2 separate regions of the Sus scrofa genome follow, and region 1 is linked to region 2. A link is a contact called in public HiChIP or PLAC-seq data. All regions are on one chromosome and are shown on one strand. The core of a region is the stretch at or near the end of the contact, and the rest is flanking DNA. Distances in the headings are between cores, read along the strand shown.

The links. HiChIP or PLAC-seq counts read pairs in DNA pulled down with a chosen protein or histone mark.
Region 1: an H3K27ac HiChIP or PLAC-seq map of alveolar macrophages shows a contact between it and region 2. The contact joins the promoter of DCAF12 here to the promoter of UBAP1 in region 2. A contact is called at or near these places in 1 of 5 promoter capture datasets (liver), 14 of 47 Hi-C or Micro-C datasets (alveolar macrophages, blood, embryonic fibroblasts and 6 more) and 2 of 2 datasets of contacts at active chromatin or transcription factors (alveolar macrophages and skeletal muscle).

The regions. Positions count from the first base shown.
Region 1 is chr10:32,672,429-32,679,019 of Sscrofa11.1, reverse strand. DCAF12 (DDB1- and CUL4-associated factor 12) reads right to left here and starts at 5,038. Exons shown (of 9, transcript XM_021064687.1): 1 at 4,642-5,038; 2 at 3,044-3,298. The coding sequence starts at 4,719.
Region 2 is chr10:32,622,662-32,629,061 of Sscrofa11.1, reverse strand. UBAP1 (ubiquitin associated protein 1) reads left to right here and starts at 3,028. Exons shown (of 8, transcript NM_001267841.1): 1 at 3,028-3,220.

The DNA.
Region 1 (6,591 bases), core at 3,789-6,288, 48 kb before region 2:
TCTAATCAGAGCTACAGCCACCAGCCTACACCACAGCCACAGCAACACCAGATCCACGTCGTGCCTGCAACATACACCACAGCTCATGGCAGTACCAGATCCTTAACCCACTGAGTGAGGCCAGGGATCAAACCCGCAACCTCATGGTTCCTAGTCAGATTTGTTTCTGCTGCACTACGATGAGAACTCCATAAAAAGTTATTTTAGAATATAAATAGCTGTGGTATACTTTTCTTGCTGAATACATTTAAATCATTTCATCGATGGTAAAATTTCAATACATCAAAACTTAATTTACTGAGAATCCAACATGAACTTCTCCCTCCACAAAACCTTCAGGTATTATCCAAAGATAGTTGTAAACATTTAAATAAATTTCCTTTTAAACTGAAAGAAGTCATAGGAAGTGCCACGAGCATGGGGAAAGACTTTGGATTAATTATCACCACTACTGTTTCTGAATAAGTAAGCTAATGCTAACTTGAAATATTTCCTAAGATATATACAGCTACCTTCTCGGCACTAGATAGTACCACTCCCATTTCACAGAAGGGAAAACAAAGGCACAGATAAGGGAATCATTTGCCAAATATCACAAAAGTTCAGAGAAGAGAAGTGTTCCTGGCTCACTATTAGGTTCTGAAAGCTAAGCAAAGAAAAACACTAACTATAAGAAGAAAACAACCCTCCAGTTAAACACAAGTCATGAGGACACAGAAAGACAAAAAGAAGTAGGTATTAAGAGTGGGTTAAATCACTACTACCTAACATTATTCTCACCTTCAAAACAGTGTTAATAAATTCAAGAAGCAGTAGACTATAATGACTAATTCAATTTAAAATTCATCAACATTTTCTGGGCAAAACACTATGAGGGTTTGTGTGCGGTGTGGAATGAATTCCTCTAAATGGAAGACTTTTTTTCTACTCCAAGTGACAATGATGACAGGTCTCTTAATCCAAGAGTGATGGCCTGAGAGACTAGGAAAAGGAAGTTTTGTAGAAGGCTGCCACACTACTTAGTTTTGACAGGCTTCTTCATAACAAGCAGCCTTCAACAGAAGAGGAAATGAAAGCTTGCCCTCAACCACCATGGTATTATTTCCTTCCTTAAAACTCAGGTTTAGGAGTTCTCTTGTGCAGTGGGTTAAGGATCTAGTGTTGTCACTGCAGCAGCTTGGGTTCCACTCTTGGCCCAGGAACTTCCACATGCCATGGGCGTGGCCAAACACAAAAAACAACTCATGTTTAAATCCTTGCCTATGTCCTTTATAAACACTTCTCCTAGTACTTAAGACTTTCTTGATCTAGAGCCATCCTCTCTTTCAACTGATCCAAGATATGTTTCTGCCCAGGGTTAATTTACCCCGCCATTATGACATTTCTTGTCTATTCATACAGGATGAGGTGAAAACAGAGAGCAGCTGGGCCTACATTTCATCTTTTCCCACAAGTTATTCAGAATCATCTCCCACCTGCAGGCTCTGCCTTTTCTCACTTGGCATTATTTGTGCTATTTGTTTTTTTGTGGGGGGTTTTTTGTTTGTTTTTTGCTTTTTAGGGCTGAACTTTTGGCATATAGGAGTTCTCAGGCTAGGGGTTGGATCGAAGGCACAGCCACTGGCCTACACCACAGCCACAGCAGCGTGGGATCCGAGCTGTGTCTGCCACCTGAGCTATAGCTCATGGCAGTGCCAGGTCCTTAACCCACTGATCGAGGTCAGGGATCACACCGGCATCCTCATGGATCCCAGTCTGGTTTGTTGACCGCTAAGCCATGATAGGAACTCTGCAATTGTGCTATTTGTGCTCTTTTGTTACAATCATATCCACAACATCAATTATGGATTGACTTATTTTATCCAGGCTTGTAAATGCCCTGGTTAAATTTACTGATGAAATGTCCCCTTCATTCACTTATAACTGTCTTCTAAGTCATTCTATGTAAAAATACTCCACTCACGGCATGTTCAATTTTTCTCTCTTTTTACTCCTTTTCAGAACGCTACTTTGCAAAGGTCAAACACTGACATCCTAAAACATACCACTAAACATACCTGCCTTCCCTTTCCCATGGGAAATACATTTTTAGATTCTACCTCCTAAAAGAATATTTGTCTTATTCCTACCTTCAGTCAAGTGCAATTTAAAATACTTCTGGAGTTCCCATTGTGGCACAGTGGTTAACGAATCCGACTAGGAACCATGAGGTGGCGGGTTCGATCCCTGCCCTTGCTCAGTGGGTTAACGATCCAGCGTTGCTGTGAGCTGTGGTGTAGGTTGCAGAGGCGGCTCGGATCCCGAGTTGCTGTGGCTCTGGTGTAGGCTGGCAGCTACAGCTCCGATTCGACCCCTAGCCTGGGAACCTCCATATGCCACGGGAGCGGCCCAAGAAATGGCAAAAAAAATAAATAAATAAAATACTTCTACATATGCCCTTAGGCTAGCAGACAACACCTAGGTTTTTACTGTCCTGTATCCTGGAGTTCTCACTGTGGTGCAGCAGAAATGAATCCAACTGGTATCCATGAAGACAAGGGTTTGATCCCTGGCCTCGTTCAGTGGGTTAAGGATCTGGCATTGCCATGAACTGTGGTGTAGGCCTGCAGCTGCAGCTCCAATTCAGCCCCTAGCCTAGGAACTTCCATATGCCACGGGTTCAGCCTTTAAAAAAAGATGGCAGAGCAAAACATATATCCTATATCCTGAATGATGCCCTGATCATCATTCTTTCCTGTCTTTCCTCCTAGGCCTCTGACTTAAAAAACAAAGAAGAAGAAAATCTAGAAGCAGTGGCATACCTACATGGCAAGAGACCTAAAGAAATAGACTCCTCTGAAGATTTATCAGAAATGAGGTATGGAAGTAAGAAAACAAATAAAAAAAGAGAAAAAGTCATGAACAGATAGGAGTGAATGGAGAGGAGAATAAGGCAATGTCCTCCCAAAAGAACTAATGGGGAAAACCAGCAGTGAGTGATCCTAGAGCATGTGGAGCCACATATCCAGGACTAAGAGACACTTAACCCATCCCAGACACTTACCGTGTTGCATTTTGTGCCACACACCACTTGCCTATGATTTAGCCACTGAGATGCAAACACTTTATTGAGGGTCCCAAGGTGAAACTCTCTTTCCTTCAGGAGACTGGGAAGTTGCTGTGCTGCATAACCATGCAACACTCGAGAGTAGTTGGTTTCATTCTGTAGCCTGACTTCTCGGTTCTTCAGGTAGTACACTAAGGATCTCTTCACTGGGGGGAGTCTTTTCCTTTTGTGCAGTGAATGATCCCAGCCAAACTGTGGAAAGCAAAATTAAAAATCAAGGCTTTTGCTACCTTTGTCAGATGGAGAGATCCTACTGTATTAAGGAACTCAACAAAAATTCTTTCTGCAGGATTTACATACAACAGAAACACAATACTAGGAGTTCCCATTGTGGTGCAGTGGTTAATGAATCCGACTAGGAACTATGAGGTTTCGGGTTCAATACCTGGCCTTGCTCAGTGGGTTAACGATCTGGCGTTGCTGTGGCTCTGGTGTAGGCTGGCTACAGCTCCGATTCGGCCCCTAGCCTGGGAACCTCCATATGCCACGGGAGCAGCCCAAGAAATGGCAAAAAAAAAAAAGACCAAAAAAAAAAAAATACAATACAAAACAAAAGACAGCAAAGTCAATCTAAAGTCCAGTTTAACTCTCCCAACATTGAAAAGATGCTGCTCATAGTCAAACCTACCTACAGGAAACAAGGGCTGAAAGACAAGGACATGAAAGCAGAAAAAAGGACAAAAGAAAACTAAGTCTTCTTAGAAGTGAAGGATTCAGGTATCTAAAAGTACCTGAGTACTTTTGATAGGGGAGGGAATAAAGGGCAGAGACAGACCTGGACTACATCTCTAATGGCCCCCTTCTCTGTCTCGGCCTGCACTCCCTGCAGAGCATAGAAGGTGCAGCCCAAGGAGCCTGACTAGGATCCCAGGTCTTTCAGGCAATGGCCACCTTCCTGTCACCAGGTCCATGCTCCAGACAGTTGAAAAATTTGAAAAATTAAACACCAAAGGGGTGGCAGGCATGGGAAATCTGAGTCTGAATACCACCACCAAGGTCTTCCCTGCCAAAGAGAGCTGGATAGGAGTGATACCTGAAAACTGCTGTCTCTCCTAGGCGTCCAAGTACCAAAAGACCCAGCTCAGGGCTTGAGGATCCTTAGGGAGGCTCATTCCTATATGAGATACGCAATCATCTCCGCTTCCCCCGGCCACTGGAAGGGGGGCTTAACTTTCCCTTCACGTATTTGTGGGAGGTTTTGTTCCCTTCCTTCGATTCCTTTTGATCCCCTTCCTTTAAACCCAGATTGCTTCTCCCCAAACCCCACTCCCGGCTGCAGGCCTCCCTGGAATATACCTCATTCTCATGTTCCCCTTTAGCTCCTCAGCCCTGCGGTCTTTCTGCTTTCCAGTGAACTCCTAAGGGCCCATCCCTGATTCTACAGACCGAGGTTCTGCTCTTCCCCTCCACCTCCAGCTCCCCCCCTCCAAACCCCCGACTATAGATCTTGGACCCCGTTAAGGTTTCCTCATCTGCGAACCCTATTCCCTAGGTGTCTCGGTCTAATCACCCGGCTCCCACTTCTCAGCCCTCACCTGTGGGCCCTGAGCGTCGCTCCCAGCTCCCGGCGAGGCGGGCGCTTTCCGCTTCCTGCTAACTGCTTTCCGGGCCATAGTGGGCAGCGCCGCGGCGGCCCCGCAGCCACATGGGGCGGGGGAAGCGTGGGGGAGCAAGAAGGCGGGTCATATACTGGGCCCCGGGGCCGCGCACCTTAGCGCGCTCGGCCCGGAAAATGACCCGGACCCCGGGCGGCAGTAGAAAATAAGGAAGGTAAGCAGAAGGGAAGGAGGGAAGGAGGACTGGGGCCGGGAAAGGGAAGGGAAAGGGGAAGGGGAGGCAGGAACCCGAAGCTTTACGACGACGGAGTCTGGAAAGGACGGCGAGCGGCTGGAACCAAAACACCCCTCCCCTTCGCCCGCGCTCCGTCACCCTCGCGCAGCCGCACTTGGCAGCACGTCGTCTAGGAGACGCGGTCGGGACTAGGGGGCGGGGTTTGGGGTTCGCAGTAGAGTTTGTGGCTGTTGCTTAACCCCACCCTCCCCGCCCCCCGCGCCGCGCTCCGGACATTTTTCAACCGCCGTCTGACGACCGCTGGAGATGTGCGACTTGCGGGTAAAGGAATTTAGGTTCTACCCGCCGACTTCACCGCCCTGCGCGCCCGCTTGCCCAGCGCAGGCACCTCGCTCGGAGAAGGAATCCCTCCTAACACGCCTTTACCCCGCAGTCGCTTCTGGTTATCTCCTTTTGAAGGCTGCACGTTTCCCCGAACTCTATTAAACCGAGCCCTGGCTCCAAGGATTGGACACTTCGGGAAGAGGCATAACTACCCTCTCCCGCCACACCCACTCTCGACCCCGCAAGGTGGAGTCCGGCTCGAAATCCACAGCAGTTTGTTCAGACTTTCACACTGTAGAGAACTTGTCCGGCCCTGCCCGGGTTCCCCCACCAACACCATCCCAGGGGCCTCTGGCTGCCCTCTCCCCAACTCCTGGGGTGCTCTTGGGCTTCATTTTCCACCCGGTCTTCTCCCTCCCTCGGCTGCCCCCCCCCCCCCCCCCCGTCGCTGTACTAACCGCAACAGCCTTCCAGTCACCTCTCCCTTAGCTGCTGCGTGGGACCTCACTGCCCTTTAGCGTCCCACTACCTCCTGGCCGCACTGTCTTTTGTGCTCTACGAAATAGGCCTCCCTCCGTGATTTATATTTCTTAGTCTCCCATGCAGTTCTAAGCTAAGGACTGGAACAGAGGTCTGTCTGCCACTCCCTGCTTCTCTCTTGGGGCCCAAGTTGCGTCTCCATCAGGGCAGATTGGGTGAAATTCTAAACCACCGAGAAGAGTGGCGTTTGACCTGTCAGTATAGTTAAAGCTGGCATTGGTCACCGGACAAGCGCTCTTCCTTCAGAATCACCCTTGCCTCCGTTTTCAGAAGATTGTGTAGGGATTTGAGTGCCAGCCCCCACTTTGCTCAGATAAAGAAATCCTTTGAGGAAGCAGGAAGCTCTTGCTTGGCTTGGGGCTGACTGGCCTCAGGCTTTAGTGCCCAGTTACCTGCTCATCCATCCCTTCAGGCTTCAGGCCTCATACCTGCAGGGAGCTCTGTTGGCCCATCTGAAGTTCTGCCTACAAGGAGATTTGGATTTGTTTTCCAAGCCGAACCAAAAACCAGATTGAGACAGTGTCTTCCGCCATCCCAAGTCAGCACTGCAGCTAATCCCTAATGCCACCTCGGGAAAGGCAGCCCCATCTTACTTAGTCAGGACTATCTCTTCAGAGACATACACCCAAGTGGGTCAGCAGTGGGTCAGCTTTCCTTTTTTGAGCCAGTTGTTCCAGTTCTGTCTTGCCTCACAATGCTCTGGATGACCCAGGAGCCCATTGGCCAAGAGTCTGGAATTCCTTTGAGAATCTCTAAGCTAATGCTTGGCTGCATTTGAATCTTGGTCTCTGTTCATGTCAGAGGTCTTAGGCTTATCCTCAAGCTTGGTG
Region 2 (6,400 bases), core at 1,779-4,278:
CCTCTAGAATGTAAGCTGAGAGGAGGGGTTTTTTTGGGGGGGAGTGGTCTTTTAATACACTGCTATATCACCAGTGCATAGAACAATGTCTGGTATACTGCAGGCACTCAATAAATACTTCTTGGTGAAATAAATGAAAAGTTTTTTTTTTCTTTTTAGGGCTGCACTCGCAGCATATAGAAAATCTGCTGTCGTTTTAACCTCAGTTTGGTCAGCAGGACTAATTATCATCTCCCTTCGTATTTCAGTAAATCTTAGGTCTTATTTCTGTTAATGAGACACCCCCAAAACTTGGCTCTTTCTTTTTTTTTCCTTTTTTTTTGCTTTTTAGGGCCACACTCATGGCAAATGTAAATTCCCAGGCTAAGGGTCAAATTGGAGCTGCAGGCTAGGGATCGAATCTGCATTCTCATGGCTACTAGTTGGATTTGTTTCTGCTGTGCCATGATGGGGACTCCCCTTTTTTTCTTTTATGGCTGCATCCACAGCATATGGACTTTCCTGGGCTGGGGATTGAACTCTTGTGCCTCTCCAGCAACTTGAGCTGCTGCAGCAGGATTTTTTTTTTTTTTTTTTTTTGTCTTTTGTCCTTTGTTGTTGTAAAGTAGGCAAGTGGTCCAGAATACATGATTTCCTCTTCTCTGCTATTTCTTGGGCTGCTCCCGCGGCATATGGAGGTTCCCAGGCTAGGGGTTGAATCGGAGCTGTAGCCACCGGCCTACGCCAGAGCCACAGCAACGCGGGATCCGAGCCGCGTCTGCAACCTACACCACAGCTCACGGCAACGCTGGATCGTTAACCCACTGAGCAAGGGCAGGGACCGAACCCGCAACCTCATGGTTCCTAGTCGGATTCGTTAATCACTGCGCCACGACGGGAACTCCTGCAGCAGGATTTTTAACCCATTGTGCCATAGCAGGAACTCCTGGCTCTTTTTTAAAAGTTTTTTTTTTTTTTTTTTTTTTTTTTTTTTTTTTAGTTTTGGCTGCGTCCATGGGTTGTGGAAGTTCCCAGGGCCAGGGACTGAACTGGAACCACAATAGTGACCTGAGATGCTGCAGTGACAAAATGGGTTCCTTAACTTGCTGTGCCACAAGAGAAACCCACTTGGCTCTTTCTTCTTCATGGTTTCTCCTCCCATATAGCAGGTCTCTAAATCTTGAGTTGATTTCCTAAATCTTATACCAGCTTCATCTCCTAGTGTCTCTAGTTCAGATGTAAGTCTTTTACTCAATGCAGAAATCTACCATGTAGTCTCCAATTCATTTTAGTTCTTCTGATGAAGAGACTTGCTCAGTTCACTGTTCTCTCCACAGACCTTTGTGGCTGCCCATTATCTGTTGAGTAAAGTAGGCAAGTGATCCAAAATACATGATTTCCTCTTCTCTGCTCACTTCAATGCCCGCCTTCTGGACTATCTGTCTTCTCTCACTGTGATTTAAAACTATGACACTCTTGGGAGTTTTTTTTTTTTTTCCATTTTTTTTATTACTCAAATGAATTTATCACATCTGTAGTTGTATAATGATCATAACAATCTGATTTCACAGGATTTCCATCCCACAGCCCAGGCACATCCCCCCACCCCCCCACTCTTGGGAGTTTCTGCTGTGGCACAGTGGCTTAAGAACCTGACTGCAGCAGCTTGGGTTGCTGTGAAGGTCCAAGTTAGATCCCTAGCCTGGTGCAGTGGGTTAAGGATCCTGAGTTGCCTCAGCTGTGGCAGAGGTTACAGGTGTGGCTGGGATTCAATCCCTGGCCTGGGGAACGTACCTATGCTGCAGGTGCGGCCATTAAAAAAAAAAAACAACAACAAACTACTGCACTTTTCAAGTTACAATTATCTTCTCTGGAGTTCTGGAGAGAAAACAGGGCTGAAGAATTGGATATGAGACTGTACACATACTTTACTACTTCACTAAAAAACTGTAGAGGAGTTCCCGTCGTGGCTCAGTGGTTAACGAATCCGACTAGGAACCATGAGGTTGCAGGTTTGATCCCCGGCCTTGCTCAGTGGGTTAAGGATCTGGCGTTGCCATGAGCTGTGGTGTAGGTTGCAGACGCGGCTCGGATCCGAGTTGCTATGGCTCTGGCGTGGGCTGGCGGCTACAGCTCCAATTGGACCCCTAGCCTGGGAACCTCCATATGCCGAGGGAGCAGCCCAAGAAATGGCAAAAAGACAACAAAAAACTGTAGAGATGTAAATCTTTCTTAATCCTTTACTAAAAAGTAAATTTTTTTTGTGGTGGAGGCTGGGTCTATGGCATTCAGAAGTTCTGTCGCCAGGGATCTAACTCTGTCACAGGGGTGACCTGAACCACAGCAGGGACAAGGCTTGGATCTTAACCACTAGGGAACCAGGGAACTCCCAAAAGTCGATTTTCCAGAGCAATTGAATCCATTATACTCTGACTTTTTCTAGAGTTAACTGTTTATGCTTCTTTATCTTCCACCAATTAGGAACTTTTGGGAACAAAGATTTATCTTACTCAGTTATGAACCTCCATGCACTTGATTCCAGAACTCCAATAAGCGCAGAAGGAAGTAAACATTTGGGATTGGATTACCTGGTTTAAATTCCTTTGAAAGTCAGAACTGGAGGGAGATTTAGAGGTCACCTTTCAACTCATTCGGTTGTAAACAGGAAAAGTGAGGCCCAGAAAGTATCATAGTACTTTGCACCAAGTCAATGACCCGGGGCCAGATGCCAGACATCCTTATTCCCAAATACATCTCCTTGGTAAACCTTTGTGCGTCCCTTGGAGATTGATGGGTCGCGGCTTCCCGCCTGGGCAACTTCTTTAACCCTGACGCGTTACCCTCTCAGAGACCCATCCCCTTTCCTCCCTCCTTTCTGGTCAGCAGGGTTCACTCATTCCTTCGAAACGCTCCAGACAGGAGTTGTTCAGCCCTAGGAGAGATTAGTCACTTTACCGACGACTCCTCCCATTGGCTCGAGGGGTGGAGCGCGGCGCCATGACATCAGACGCCGAAAGGGGCGGAGCCGTGAGAGGAAGGAGGAGGGAAGCGGGACTTCAACATGGCGGCTGTGGTACTGGCGGAGGCTACGGTGACGGCCTGGCCTGGGGCGGCCAGAGTTGGAGGTGGTGGCGTTCGCTCTCCCTAGGAGCCGTCAGGAGCTCAGCGGGGACCGAGCCTGGGAGGCCGGTCGGCGGCAGCACCTTTCGGCTTCTGGGACGGCAGAGGCGGCGGCGTTCAGGTGAGGGGGCCTCCCGCTGGGGGAGGGGGAGAGGGGCGGAGTTGGGGGAGGAAGCCGGTACTGGGAGACGGATGGGGGAGGGACAGGGAAGAAGCCGGAGGCTGAGAGGAATGAAAGGAGCTGCAGCCCAGGGGGGTGTGAGGGCGAAGGGGACGGAGATGGGTGACTTGGGGAGGATTCTGGGAGAAGGGTCGAAGTGAGGGGACCAGAGTTGAAAGGGCGGAGGGCAGATGGGTTGCGGGAAAATAAATGAATTCGGATTAAGGGGACTAATACCCTCCTGGAAAATAGTCGCGGTAGAGTGAGAGCGCTCCGTGGGAATTAGAGGATGTTGATGCGAGGGACCCAGGTGTTAGTAAAGGTGAGTGATAGGAAGTTGAGAGTAAACTGGGGACGTGAAATGCAGATTTAGTTCTCCTCGAGGCGGTGAGATTTGGGAGAAAGAGAGACCAGACCCGGAGTGCATGATCTTTGGGGGTATCTTTGACATTGTCTGGTCTTCTCCGGGTATGTTAACCTTGCTTCTTTTGTTTGTTTCTTGGGTGGAGACTTATCTATACCTGGGGTTCACAAACAGCCCCAAATCTTTCGTGGGGAACATCAAGTTATAGTTCATTTATTTGTTCTCTATCAGTGATCTCTGACCTTTGTGTTATAGCCACATGTTCTTGTTTCCAGACGAGCTTCTTAAATGTATGACTGGGCATAATACATTTTATATTAAGCTGAAATGAAATTTTGAGAGTTTTTAGACACCACGAGTGTTGTAAAACCAGGTTTGGTAATTTAGTGACCTATTAAATATATTCTAACTCGATTTACTAGTGCTTTCTCTTTTTTCCTCAGTTCTGATTATTAGAATTTGAGAATTTCGATAGATATGATGGATGTTTCTCTTTAGAATTTTGTTACATTTGATGATGTGAAAAACAGGGCACTTAGTTTTTAGTGATAGCCAGCTCTTTCTAGTTAATGTCCCAACCTAGTTAAACTGAAAGTTTCTATTATTTTGTGAAAAAATGTTAACTATCTAAAGTCTAGAAAAATTACATTGTATTAGCCTACTTTTTAAAGTGGAATTTTTTAAGTTAAATTTTCCTAATCCATCCTGTTCATTCTTTCTGTTATTTATTCAACACTTATTCAATGCCTATTGTGTATTGCATTAATAAGACATTATAATTATGGAAATGGGAAAATTAATGTTTCTCTAGTGAAAATCTATCATTGCATAGCAAATAAATTATTAACTTGCTATGGCCTCATTGGAAGGAAAAGTGTTTTTTGCAAAGAAAGACTAAGGAAGAAAATTATGTGAATGTTTAGAACTTTCTGAATTTTTTTTTTGTTTTTTGTCTTTTTAGGGCCGCACCCACAGCATATGGTGGTTCCCAGGCTAGGGTTCCAATTGGAGCCATAACCACCAGCCTGCACCACAGCAACATAGGATCCGCGCCGCGTCCGCAACCTACACCACAGCTCACAGCAACACCGGATCCTTAACCCACTGATTGAGGCCAGGGATGGAACTCACAACCTCATGGTTCCTAGTTGGATTTGTTTCCGCTGTGCCACGATGGGAACTCCTGAATTTTTCTTTTGTTTAGTATTTGACTGATTTCATCATGACATACTTTATAACTGAAAGATTTTATTGTTCTTTTAGATTTTGAGGAAGACAATAACAGTATCCTAATATGATAATATTAGGTCTGTGAACAGTTCTCATCAATAGTTGTTAGTTCCCACTTCTTAGACTGGCAAATGTCACTTTATCTTGTGTGACTTTTCTTTGATGTCTTGACTGTGGTAACATACTTAAAATGAAAATTCCTGGAGTTCTCCTGTGGTGCAGTGGGTTAAGGATCTGACGTTGTCACTGTAGTGGCTTGGGTTCAGGGTCCCTACTATGGTTTGGGTTCAGTCCCTGGCCTGGGAACTTCTGCATGTGCCAGGTTAGGCAAAAAGAAGGTTCCTGAAGTTTAATTCAGTGCCTGAAATTCTCTCCGAGTTTTTTCAGTATTACAGATATTATTTTCATTACCTCAGAGTGTAGATGTCAGTATTATACATTTTTTTTCCTGTTCTTTAATTGTATTGTTGAATGTTTTGCTGGCTTTTCACCTGCAGATTTTTTTTTTTTTTTTGGCCACACCCAAGGCATGTGGAAGTTCCCAGGCCAGGGATAGAAACAGAGCTTCAACTATGGCAATCCTTAACCTGCCTCACCACAGCTGGAACTCATGTAAATGATTTTAAGTGTAAATCCCGCCCCTCCTCCCTCCGAATAACTCAAACCAAAACCACCATCAGTTCATCATTAGTCAGGTAATTTTCTTCAGGCAGTCTTTCTCAGGAAATGCAAAATGTAGGGTGCAGTACCTTAAAGTACACATTAAATAAGCTTCCTCTTAGAATCAGGAAAACCTTGAGTTGAAGCTTAGCAATCAGCTGGATTTAGTTTCCCACACAGCATGGGAATCTGCCTCTGGATCAGGAAGATAAGTGAAAGTCTCTTGCTTTTCCAGAATCTGATTTCTTATTGGAAAGCGCCTTTAGAGAAAGAAGAAAACAGGGTGTTGCTCTTCTAACCTGTAGCACACAGTTTCTTTTCTTTGTTCTTTTTTTTTTTTTTTTGCTTTTTAGGGCTGTACCTGTGGCATATGGAGGTTCCTAGGCTAGGGCTCAAATTGGGGCTACAGCTGCTGGCTTACTCTGGCACGGTACTCCACAGCCACAGTAACTTGGGATCCAAGCCATGTCTGTGACCTACACCACAGCTCACGGCAGCTCTGGATCCCCAACTGAGCGAGGCCAGGAATTGAACCCACACCCTCAGGGATACTGGTTGGATTCGTTTCCACTGAGCTGCAACGGGAATTCCCCACAATTTCTTATAATATTGGAAAATAATTTGAATGTAAGAATAATACTTTCCTATGAATTGAGAGTTACAATTCCAGATTTTCAAAATTTTAGGGAGTTCTCTTGTGGCACAGTGGGTTAAGGATCCAGCATTGTCCCTGCAGCAGCTTGGGTAGCTGCTGTGGCGAGGGTACAATTCCTGGCCAGTGAACTTCCACATGCCATGGGCAGGGCCAAAACATTTTTTTTTTTTTAAGATGAGGGTGGCTAGATTTATAAAGGGAAAGGTGCTAACACTGGGCCTTTGTTAATAAA